Regions from separate parts of the Triticum aestivum genome. Here region 2 is linked to region 1. Evidence: chromatin contacts called from public Hi-C data. All regions are on one chromosome and are shown on one strand. Each heading gives the region's core, a stretch centred on a gene start, on an enhancer-like site or on the middle of the called end of the contact. The rest is flanking DNA. Distances are from core to core; before and after follow the strand shown. Region 1 holds the start of LOC123078584 (ATP-dependent zinc metalloprotease FTSH 9, chloroplastic/mitochondrial). Region 2 holds the start of LOC123078585 (probable polygalacturonase).

Region 1 (5,874 bases), core at 2,152-4,651:
CTCCCTAGGCCGACTCCTGAGGAGAGGAGATTCCTATGCAGGCGCCTACCTCGTGAGGTTAAGGTGACGCAAGCCATGACGACCAAGGCCAGGTGGGCGCCAGCGGGTGCAGTGCAGCAGGTTTCCTCTTTGGTGCTAAAGAGGCAAGCGCAGGCGCAGAGTCCCGAGGGATCAGCCAAAGGTTTCCATTTCCGTGCTGTAAGACCAAGACCGCCAGGACGGCAGGATGGAGGTCATCGCCGAGCCCACCACGACGTCACGACCAGAATCTTTGCAGGCGAAGACCACCTTTCGTCAGGATATGATGTACTAGTTGTCTCCCTTTGAATTTGGCCGTTGTGGGATCCCTTCCCGCCTTCATTTTGGGGGAAGAGGACCAAGGCCACTATAAATATAGCTTAGCCACCACCATAGCGCGGGGGATCGAGCAGACCATCCACCCCCTCACCAGCTCACACAAACACAAGAACACACCTCCTGAGGTTGTTCTTCCCCTGTACCAGTTCATCCTCAGCCCACCTCGAGGCTAATCCACCACAAAGCAGGAGTAGGGTATTACACCGCAAGGTGGCCCGAACCTGGGTAAATTGCCGCGTCCCCTTCCTTTCCAGTTCATCGAGCTAGGCCATGAGATTGACGAGTTGGCAGACTGGGGAGATTGAGTTCTTCGCATGCACCCTAGAGTTCGAATCTTTCTTGGGTCAGCGGAGCCCCGAATCCGAGAGTGTTGTTTTTGTGCAGAAATAAAAGTTCTCGTAATTGGACGAAACTTTGCGGAGATTTTTTACTGAATAAATAAAAATACTGGAACAAACATCCACTGGAGGGGACCCACCTACTGCCCACAAGACCACAGGGCACGCCTACTCCCCAGGGCACACCCTGATGTCTTGTGGGGCCCACGAGGCTTCGTCTGACCTAATTCCAAGCCTGCAAATTATGTCTTCCCAAGAAAAAAAATGGAAGAAGAAGTTTCATCGCGTTTTACAATACGGAGCCACCGCCACCTCCTGTTCTTCATCGGGAGGGCTGTTCTGGAGTCCGTTTGGGGCTCCAGAAAGGGGGATTCATCATCGTCGTCATCATCAACCCTTCTTCATCAACAATTCCATGGTGCTCACCACCGGGAGTTAGTAATTTCTTCGTAGGCTTGCTAGACGGTGATGGAATTGGATGAGATTGATCATGTAATCAAGTCAATTTGTTAGGGCTTGATCCGTAGCATCCACTATGTTCTAAGATTGATGTTGCTATGACTTTGCTATGCTCAATGCTTTTCAACCCTCTATGTTATCATCTATATTTGAGTTATTGATCCTATTTGCTAGGTGTATGCACTTGTTATTGTTCGGGACTATAGACCCCAATGCGACAATAATTGGGATACTCTTCGGGGATGACTATAATTCGAGGAGTTCATGTATTCACCGTATGTTAATGCTTTGACCCGGTTCTCTATTAAAACAATGCCTTAATATCCCTTAAATTTCCTTATCGACCCCGCTGCCACGGGAGGGTAGCACAAAAGTTGTCATGCAAGTTCTTATTATAAACACACATGACTATATACAAAATACATGCCTACATTGAATTGATGAACTAGAGTTATTGTGTATAGCTTTAGGTTGTGACTGTTACATGATGAATGCCATTCATACAAATATCATCACTGATCCAATGCCTACGCTTTGCTCATACTATCTTTGCTAAGTTACCACTGTTGTTGCTATTGTTACAATCACTACAAAACTACTACTGTTATTGTTATCGTTACTATTGCCATTGTTACTGGTACTATCAAACTATCGTACAACTTTGCTACTAAACACTTTGATGCAGAGAATTAACTTTCTAGGTGTGGTTGAATTGACAACTCAACTACTAGGACTCATAAATATTCTTTGGCTACCCTTGTATCGAATCAATAAATTTGGGTGAAATACTACCTCAAAACTGTCGTGATTCCCTATACTTGTGGGTTATCAATGATCAACGTAGTTTCTCCCATGTCACATGTTTAGCATGGATTTGGGGTTCGGATATAAGGTACACGGTGGTGGACACGAACATTTTTTGAGGGTGATCGATCATTGTCCACGCACGTTTTGGGCGCCAGATTTGCTACGTCCGGCTCTAGGTGCTCTTAGGGTGCGGATCTCATTCATTCATTTCTTTATAGCATCTACAGTCGGACGCCCCAAACCCGCCTCAAATACCCGGGCGGGCGGCCCGGGCACCGAGCGGCCACGAAAAGTCAACCCAGACAGGCGCCTCAAACGCCTGGGCTGACCGACACCCCTCATATCTAGCCCAAATATGAGATGGATATGTGGGCGCTCGGACATGTCCGCCACATCAGAATGATGCTGGGCTCCCACACGAAAATAGTATGAAACCGACGGTCTGAATCTCGTCTCCTTCGTTGGACCGATGTCGCCGCGTGGCACCGCTCCGGCAGGCTGCGTAGTGCCTAGACCGGCTGTTTCAGACGTCCGCCGACACCAAAACACTACCCCTCCACATGTTCCTTCTCCCTCCGCCGTCGCCGCCATTTTCCACTCTCCATCCGCCATCACTAGTAGCCATGCCCCCATGTTGCCGAATGAGGAGCTACCCATTTCTAACGCCGGAGCGTCGGCTGCAGCTCCTTGAGCAAATCCGGACAAGACGCGAAGCCCGGATCGCCGTGGGGCTACCTCTGGATGCAATGGATCCGGAGGAGTTGGAGGAGGAGGAGGATGTGGGGGACGCTGGAGACGCGGATCTGCAGGCAAGGAGGGGGAGGAGGAGTCGGAGCCCTTCTACGCGCCCGTCCACCTGACGCCCGGCACCGACGTCATAGACATCTCCGACGACGAAGATAACTAGGGTAGCACATAGGATTTTTTTTGCACGCTTTGTATGGATCTAAGGGTTGAAATATGAGAAGCTCGGGTGTAGAGTAGCAAATTTGAGGTGTTACCGGTCACCGTCCGCGGAAGCGTCCGGTCACGTCCGCGGACGTTTGAGGGATCAGAGTTGCCGAGTCCAGCTGTAGACGATCTTATGTGTCTTTTTTAGGATTGCATTGCATGTGTGCTTTTCTGTATGCGTGCATGATAGAGAGAATCTGATCCCTTGCTTGAACAGGAGTGCCAAGGCGAGCTCAAATCCTGCACCGACCCCGAGCCCACGAGGCCATGGAGCAGAGTCCCATCGACGACATCGTCCTTTAAGCTGAGCCGTCCGTCCACGTCGCTCGGCTCCGAACCAACGGTTGGCGTGAATGCTGCCAACGACCGAACCGCCTCCGTGTGCTCGCTGGCGATAAGGCTACTCCTCGTGTCCACTAGAATCGAAACGGAGCCCACCGAGAAGTGAAAAAAGGCAAAAAACACAAACAGAAAACGCTCCCAGGGAAACCCCCTCCCTCCCTCCCCTCCCCTGCAAGTCACGACTCACGCGTCTCCCACCTCGCCGGCGCCGGCCGCCTCACTCCGCCTTCGCCGCCGCCGCCGCCATGAGCGCCCTCCAGGCCTCCCTCCTCCTCCGCCCTCTCCCCTCGCCCCTGCCCCCTCGTCGGCGTCCGCCACCAGCCCCCGCCTCCGTCTCCTTCCCTCGCTCCTGCCACCACCGCCGCCCGTCGCCCCCCCTCCGCGCATTGGCCGCCGACGGCCCCCAGCCTCCCCCCTCTCCGGCCCCCGAGCCTCCCGCGGCGGCTGCGGCGGCGGCCGCTCCGGAGGCGGAGGTCGACACGGGCCCCGCTGCCCAGGACGGGAAGGAGGAGCTGGAGGACCTGGTGGATAAGGCTAGGGTTTGGGCGGTGGCTTTCGCGGCCGCGGTGGTCGAGGCGGCCAAGAGGTTTTTCGACTGGGTGGTGTCTGGCGATTGGATGAGCTGGTGGCCGTTCTGGCGCCCCGACCGCCGCCTGCAGCGCTTGATCGATGACGCCGACGCTCACCCCAAGGACCCTGCCAAGCAGAGCGCGCTGCTCCACGAGCTCAACAAGTTTAGGTGCGCTCCACGACAACGATTCTTTGATGTTTTCTGAGGAGTCAACTCAAATGGGTGCTGCTTTGGGGACATTCGCAAAATGTGTTTCTTGGTGGCTGAGTATCAGGGGATTGCTTGCTAACCCATAGGGTTGGACTATTGATTTATCTAATGACACGGTCGCAATGAAGTTTTAAGAAGATATCGATTCTAGCTTTTCTGATGTTGAATGGATTCTGGATCCTTGATAAATAAGTTTTTTTTACCGATTTAGCATTGATGCAATCGAGTTCATTAGACATTCATTAGTTCAAGTTTTGGACCATTACTTTGCACAATCTCAAATATAGGAAACCGTGAAATTTGTAGCTAAATAGCCAAATTCAGTGGCATTTGGTTTTATGGTACCTAAATAACGCTGTCATTGATACGTGATGTGGAACAATGTACTTTTCCTGCTATCTTTTGATGCTACTGAAATAATTAGGACCTCAATAAGTCCCGAACGTTCGGAATTTAAGCATGCTAATCCGAACTCTTTTCATGGCAACTTTAATCAAGACGTTGTAGACAAACATGGCAATTTTCTGACAAAAAATCGACCTGGAACAAAGTTGCCATGTGTCAACAACTAAAGTTGCCACCTCACAGCAACTAAAGTTGCCATCAAAAAACGTTCGGGATGACATGCTTAAATTCCGAACATTCGGGATTTATCTATTCCGAATAATTAATTGGAATGGCAGAAACGGGTTACTTGTTCTTTTTGTTTTATTTTGCACATTGCATTGTGGTCCAGTGTCCAATTTATATAGATTTTAAAGAATGATGTGGTTCTTAAATTCCATCTTGGCAGCCCAGAAGATGTCATCAAAAGAATCGAGCAAAGAAGTCATGCGGTAGATAGCAAGGGGGTTGCAGAGTACCTTCGAGCTCTTATTCTCACCAACGCTATAGCTGATTACCTACCAGATGAGCTGTCTGGGCGTTCAGCAACGCTACCAGCTCTGGTAAGTTTCCTTTGCAAGCCTATCGTGTATGTCAGTCAAGATTTCACATTTTCCTAGTCAGTCGATGCAGCTTGAAACTATCCTGCTTATGAACTTGATGAGATTGCCGACAATATGGCACTTGACAACCGATGCAGCTTGAAAACTGTCTTGCTTGTGAACTTGTGATACTTCAAGCAATACATCACTTGATGAAATTCCATTATGTCCTGGTGCTGAAATACTTCATTTTTCTTATTCTTCTTCTTGGTTATTCAAGAAAACAATGCATAAATTGAGATACTCGGTTCAATCAACGCTGTTTCAGTTCTTTAGTATATTTCTATCATCTTGAACAACAAAAGCTTAAAGCCTCTATTTTTAATGTACTCCCTCTGATCCATATTAATTGTCGCTGATTTTTGCATAAATTTTCCTCTTATCTCGTTTATTTGTATATTGTCATATTTTGAAATATTAGTCACCATATTGTAACCCACTCTTTGGCTTATATACATTTACGTCAGTAGTTGCAAGAATTGAAGCAACGTGTATCTGGGGAGGACAAGCCTTTCTCGAATCCTGGGATATCTGACAAGCAACCATTACATGTAGTAATGGTAAGTTCGCTCAACCTTCAGAGCATGCCAATATGGGGGCAGTTATTGCTTTCACCATATGATCCCGATAATGTTTGCCTATCTGTGTGCCATCATTAGGTTGATCCTAAAGCTACTGGTAGATCAACTCGGTTTGCTCAAGAGATTTTCTCGACTATCTTGTTCACAGTTGCTGTTGGATTTATGTGGTATGCTCAACCTTCCATAAGTCACGACTCTAATCTCTGGAGCTTTTAAATATGTCATCTATTGGTTCATGTTTATGTCAAGCTTCTATATTTTGTTTTCTTGCT
Region 2 (5,874 bases), core at 1,039-3,538, 290 kb before region 1:
AGCAAGCAAGTTTATCCCAAATATGCTAGAGCAATTGGAGTGCAAGATGAAGGAGCACTGCAGCATCCTCTTGCAGTCCAATTGCTGCAAAACTGGCTAGTGGTCTTCCTGGCTGAATCCATAAGGAGCAAACATACAATTTGGGGATTTTGGTCCAGTTATGACAGGACAAGAACACAGGCTGGAGTTCATGTGCAATTTGTGATGGTGCAAATAGAGATGCTGTACAAGGGTGGATCCTTGTACTGCTATATATATAACTGCACTACTGCTAAAAACAAGTTGTCCTGATTCCCAAATAAGCTAACCCACTGCACTGCAAGATGAAGGTGCATTGCAGCACCCAATTCTGCAAAACTGGCTAGTGGTCTTCCTCGTCGAATCCATAAGGAACAAACACAGAATTTGGGGTTTTAGGTCTAAAGAACTAAATGGATGTTCTTACCTGCAATAAACTGGATGGATGTTCCAAAATGGCGAATCCTGGAAGACCAAATTGGAGACAATAGCATTAGACGAATCCATCAGCTCGAGTAGATGGGGTCTTGTGAAGGGCAATGTACCCTTCTTCCACATGTCCCACCACACACTACCTTGGCCATCGATGGTGCCATTCTCACCTGCACAAATAACAGTTCCAACCACGAAAACAATCATCGTCTAGATGAAGGCAAGGGTAGATCTATATGAAGGACATTCTACAGGTTTCCTCAGTGGCATATTCTTGTAGCATGTGCTTATGCACGGCGTCCGTAGCATGATGCCAAATTAAAACCTTGTTCTACTGCAGTATAACAGGCTGGAACATTCTAGGATAAATCCTATGGTGATGTCACTAGCCAAATCAAGTATGATAAATTTAATAATGCAGAATGAGAACCTGTAATGAAAACATCCTGAAGTCCATTGCCATGGATCAAACTGATGTATCTCTTGCCGGGCAACTCGCGCCCTCTCCCGTATGAGGGCAGCGGGTCGATCAGCGGCCAACTAGATGTGTCCTGCTCAAAAATAAAAATAAAAAGGTTTCACAAAGATATCCAACTGTTTTTTTACCTCCACAACACCTTATAACTGGATGAGCTAGACATTAACAGAAGATGAGAAGACACAGGTCACACATGCCAACTAAGTAATCCTCTCGCAAGTGGCAACACGGGAACTATAACACTAACAGAGTGAAACATCAAGACGAATGTGTTGTTTTTCAGCTCTTATAAACCACCATGAAACATGGCAAACCATAAAGAGCAAATTTTCATGTTCTTTGAATTAAGCTAGAACTCAAGATATCTGAAGCCTGAACGAAACTACTTGTTATCTTATACGGAGTAGTAACAGAACAAGGAAACTGAAAACTAGTGGTATTATGAATACTCTGCAGTCTGCACTATTTGGTAAAGATCCAATAGTAATAGGCCACAAGAGTAATGGCGGTCGGGAGGTCTAACCTGCGTGGCGCGGATGACGGCGCCGCACGCGAGGAAGAGGGTCATGTGTGAGGTGAGGCTGAAGGGCCCCGTGAGCCACACCCCGGGCGGCACGTAGAGCAGCGCCCCGCCCCGCGCGCGTCGGCGCTGGATGCTGGCGACGGCGGCCGCGAAGGCCGCAGTGTTGAGCGTCCGGCCGTCGCCGGCGCCGCCGAAGCTGGCAATGGACATCCAGGCCCCGCGCTTGGGCGGCGGCGGCACCGCACCGGAGCACGTCTCCTGCGCCCCGGCGCCGCCCGCCGCCGACAGCACCGCGGCGATGGCCATGGCTACGGCTAGCAGGCACCGCCACCTTGGCGCCACATATAACATCTTGGATCGATCTCCTCGTCGTCCCTCGTCTTTGTAGAATAGTATTATATCTAGACTAGACTAGAGTAGAAGCTGAGGGGCACCCACCCAGCGAGGAGTGGATGCCAAGGGAGGAAGGGAAACCAAATCCGCCGGAAAAGTTGCCGCGGGCAATTTTGCGCGTGGATTCACGTGGTGGGTAATAACCGATCTATGGTTTCGATGCGATTGTGTAGAGTGGGAGGCGAGGCAGACAAGGAGAAGAGTACAGCGGAGAAGGAAGGGGATGCGGGCGGGGGTGGGAGTGGGAGTGGGAGCTCGCAAGCGCATGTGCGTTGGGGTGAGGGCAGTGGCGTCTGGCGACGCCGGTCCGGTGCGGAGACCGACAGGCGTCGTGGTGGTGGGTCAGGTTTAGGGCGTCGGACGGAGGGCGATCGGACCTTAATCGCGCGCTCCACTCAGGCCGCTCACTCGTTCTTTGCAGCTGGCTCGCGCAGCACGGCTGCTGGGTTGGGTAGCCGCCGCGTACGGTGCGTCACGCCGTATCGTCGTCGTGCCCTTTATAGAAACAGACACAGTGCGTCGCTCGTGTCGCCCTCCCCGCGGGCGGCCCGGGCGAAACCCTAGCCACCACAACAGCCCCCTCCCAGATCTTCCCCTCCCCTCGCCGCCGCCGGCAAGCGCCGCCGGGCAAAGCCCGCACGGCGTCAGCGGCGGCGGGGCCTCCCTTTTTCCCTCTCGCGAGGCCAGGGTAGCGCGGGGTCTCTCGGCCAAGGAAAGGAGCGGGGGCGTGGTGCGCGCGGCGAGCAGGCGCGGCGAGCGCGGGTGGCGCAGCAAGCAGGCGCTGACGGGCGCGGTGGGCGCGGCAAGCAGGCGCGGCGGGCGGCGAGCATGGCGAGCACAGCGGGCGCGGCGTCTGCGGACGCGTCGGCGCGCTACGGGAGGCCGGGGCGGACCCTGCGCGGATCTGGCGCAGTCGCGCGTCTTGCGGGCCTCGTCGTGGCTGTGCCCGATCTGGTGCGCCCGCGGCCGGATCTCTCTGCCCAGGTCGCGCTGGTGGTGGTTGTGCGGTAGGGTCGGCGGCGAGGCGCTACCCTCCGGGAGCTGGCGGAGCTGGGGCTGGTGGCTGGCTAGCGGCGTGTCGGTGATGCTGGCTGGCGGTGCTCGGAGCGCGGATCCGGGGATTTCCGCCCGGATCTGGTGCGTCTTCGGCGTTAGCCGGCGTCCTTGGGGTGCTCACGGCAGGGGGTGCGGCGGTTGTCTCCGGATCCTTGCGTGGAGCGTAGCAGGATGGAGGGTGTAGGTGGTGCACCGGCACTGGCGGTGGCGGCGGTGCGAGCGCAGCCATGGCGGCCGCGGCGCTGCGAGGCCTTGCGAGGAAGGGTCTTGGCGGACAGCGGGTGTTCGGTTGCTGCCGTGTGAGGCGGGCGGCGATGCCTCGGCGGTGTGAGTGCCGGAGTGTGGTCGGAGGTGCGGGTCGGATCCAGTCTGGCGGCAGTCCCCTTGCGCGGGTGAAGGCCACCGTGGCGGATCTGGCTTTGCACCGCTCGGTGGTTGCTGCGGCTCCTAGTCGATGTTGAAGGTGATGGCTTTAGGCGTGCTTCCTCGGCAGTGAGGGGGGCTTCGATGGCAAGTTGTTGCGGTGGCGGGGGTGCGAGGCATCTGATCGGGACTGGCCGGGATCTTGGAGACGTGGAGATGTGCAACGCTACGGATGAAAATCCTGTTCGGTTGTGGCCGGACCGACGTTGATGGCACCTGCGGGTGTCATTCACCTTCCTGGAGGCTTCGCCGAGTGCAACGCTATCTTCCTCGCGACCTCGTATCGGCAGCTATCTTCGGGGCGAAAGCCTTGATTCGTAGGATCGACATGATGGCAACGTCTTTGAGGTTGTTACTCTGTTGGGAGCATTGTGCTGGGAGACTCGAGATCCCATGATGCGCTCCTCCGGTGTTCACCACTGCCCGGATCTTTCTCCTCCGGCGCCATGTACGGTCGTCGCTGGCTATTCCAAGGAAGCTGGAGTTGCTGTTCTTCGGAGGTCTTCAGTGTCGGCTGAGACGCGACAAGGGACGCATGAACGCATCTTGTCCGCCACCGTTGGTTGGAGCCCCTATGTATATTTTTTTTGAACTATACACTAATAGTTTTACAACCAAATATATTCAACAGTGCAAATAGCTTTACAATCAAATAGTTCCACATCCGAATAAAAACATAATCAAATAGTTTTACAACTAAATCGAAATTGTCTACGACACATGAAAAGTATACATCTATTGGTTGCCAATGTGACTCCACATGTGCTCAAACAAGTTATTTTGGAGCTACATATGAGTATGTCAATCAAGCATTTCACGATAAAATTGGATGAACTGTTCAAATGTCGCCGGTTCTCGGTGCTCAGGCTCAACATTTTCACCCTAAAAATCAAACCCTTGGCCGTAGATGTTGTCAGCACGATCATGTTGTGCATGATCACACAAACAGTCATCACCTCCCAAAGTCTCCCGGTGCTCCATGTCAATGTAGGGTTTCGAACGATACCCCATCGAGATTGAAGCATACCAAAAGCACGCTGCACATCCTTCCTAGCACTCTCTTGCTATTGGGAAATCTCTTGCTCTTCTCTCCTTGAGGATTGGGTATTGTCTTCACAAGAGTTGACCAAGAAAATAGATACCATCAGCTAGGTAGATCCCTTGTTGTAATGGTGGTCATTGATCTCAAAGTTGACCTCTGGTGAGTGGCCTTCTGCAAGCCTTGCGAACACTGGAGAACGCTGAAGCACGTTGATATCATTGTCAGAATCAGCCATGCCGAAGAAAGAATGACATATCCAAAGATCTTGTGAAGCCACCGCTTCTAGTATGACAGTGGCACCTTTCACATGTCTCTTGTATTGCCTCTGCCAAGCAAATGAACAGTTCTTCCCTTCCGATGCATACAATCTATGCTAGTAAGCATGCCTGGAAAGCCCCTATCGGCATTGATCACCAACGACCTTTCTGTATCAGCGACAGTTGGCTCTCTCAGGTACTCAGGGCCACACACTGCCACCACAACCTTGCAGAAATTGTATATTGATATGAGACATGTGGACTCACTCATACGTATGTACTCATCCACAAGATCGCCCAGAATTCCATATGCAAGCATGTGAATAGTCGCAATGCATTTCTGGTAAGAGGAGAAGCCAAGCTTGCCAAGGGCATCCCCTTTGCACTCAAAGTAGGGTCATATGCTACCACTCCCTCCCAAATATGATTGAAAACATGTCTTGCCATATGGAAGCGGCGACGGAATTGACGTGGTTTGAAGAGAGCGGTATTCTCAAAGTAATCGGCATATAGCAGGGTGTGGCTGCTCTCCCTATTGCATTTCTAGGCCCGAGCATGCCCCAGGATTGATGATGGGGAACGAAGTATGAGAATCAAAAAAATTCCTACAAACATCCAAGATCTAATATAGGAGATGCAAAGCAAAAAGTGTGGGGTGTCTCTACGTAACCTTGTAGACCAAAAGCATTAGCATCGTAACACAGTTGATGTAGTCATACTCTTCATGATCCAATCGCGATCCAATCCAATCTAGTGCCGAAAGGACGGCACCTCCGATTTTAGCACACGTTCAGCTCGATGGCGTCCTCTCCTCCTTGATCTAGCAAGCAAGGGATAGGAGGTAGATGAGATCGGACCAGGCCAACGGCGAGGTGGTAGTGGTGGTGGTAGCAGAAACACAACACAGCTTCGCCAAGCAACTGTGTGAGGAGGAGGAGGAGGAGTATACGAGACAGGGCTACGCCAGGCATAGGGTTGGCTGCCCCCTGCGCCTTCCCACTATATATAGGGGTGAGGGAGGGGTTTGTCAGCCCTATCCCACCTCCCAAGGCATGGGGGCGGCAGCCAGGGGGTGGAGTGCCCTCTAAGCCAGGTGGAGGCGCCTCCCCCCTACGGTTTCCACCCCTTGGCGCATGGGCCAAGTAGGGGCTGGTGCGCCGGGCCCAATAAGGCCAGGGCGCCCCGGCCCCTACACTCCATTCTGACCTAAAGGACGTGGTGAAACCCTTTGTGGACTTCCAAACCCCTCCGG

Evidence for each region. A called contact is a pair of places that touch in the nucleus more often than the background predicts.
Region 2: a contact with region 1 is called in a Hi-C map of leaf, with 4 times the contacts expected there. The contact joins the promoter of LOC123078585 here to the promoter of LOC123078584 in region 1. A contact is called at or near these places in 3 of 5 Hi-C or Micro-C datasets (leaf and an unstated tissue).

The regions. Positions count from the first base shown.
Region 1 is chr3D:311,202,397-311,208,270 of IWGSC CS RefSeq v2.1, reverse strand. It overlaps LOC123078584 (ATP-dependent zinc metalloprotease FTSH 9, chloroplastic/mitochondrial), which reads left to right and starts at 3,401. Exons shown (of 17, transcript XM_044501137.1): 1 at 3,401-3,993; 2 at 4,829-4,982; 3 at 5,492-5,581; 4 at 5,681-5,769. The coding sequence starts at 3,500.
Region 2 is chr3D:311,494,163-311,500,036 of IWGSC CS RefSeq v2.1, reverse strand. LOC123078585 (probable polygalacturonase) reads right to left here and starts at 2,288. Exons shown (of 5, transcript XM_044501138.1): 1 at 1,452-2,288; 2 at 881-1,001; 3 at 446-620. The coding sequence starts at 1,802.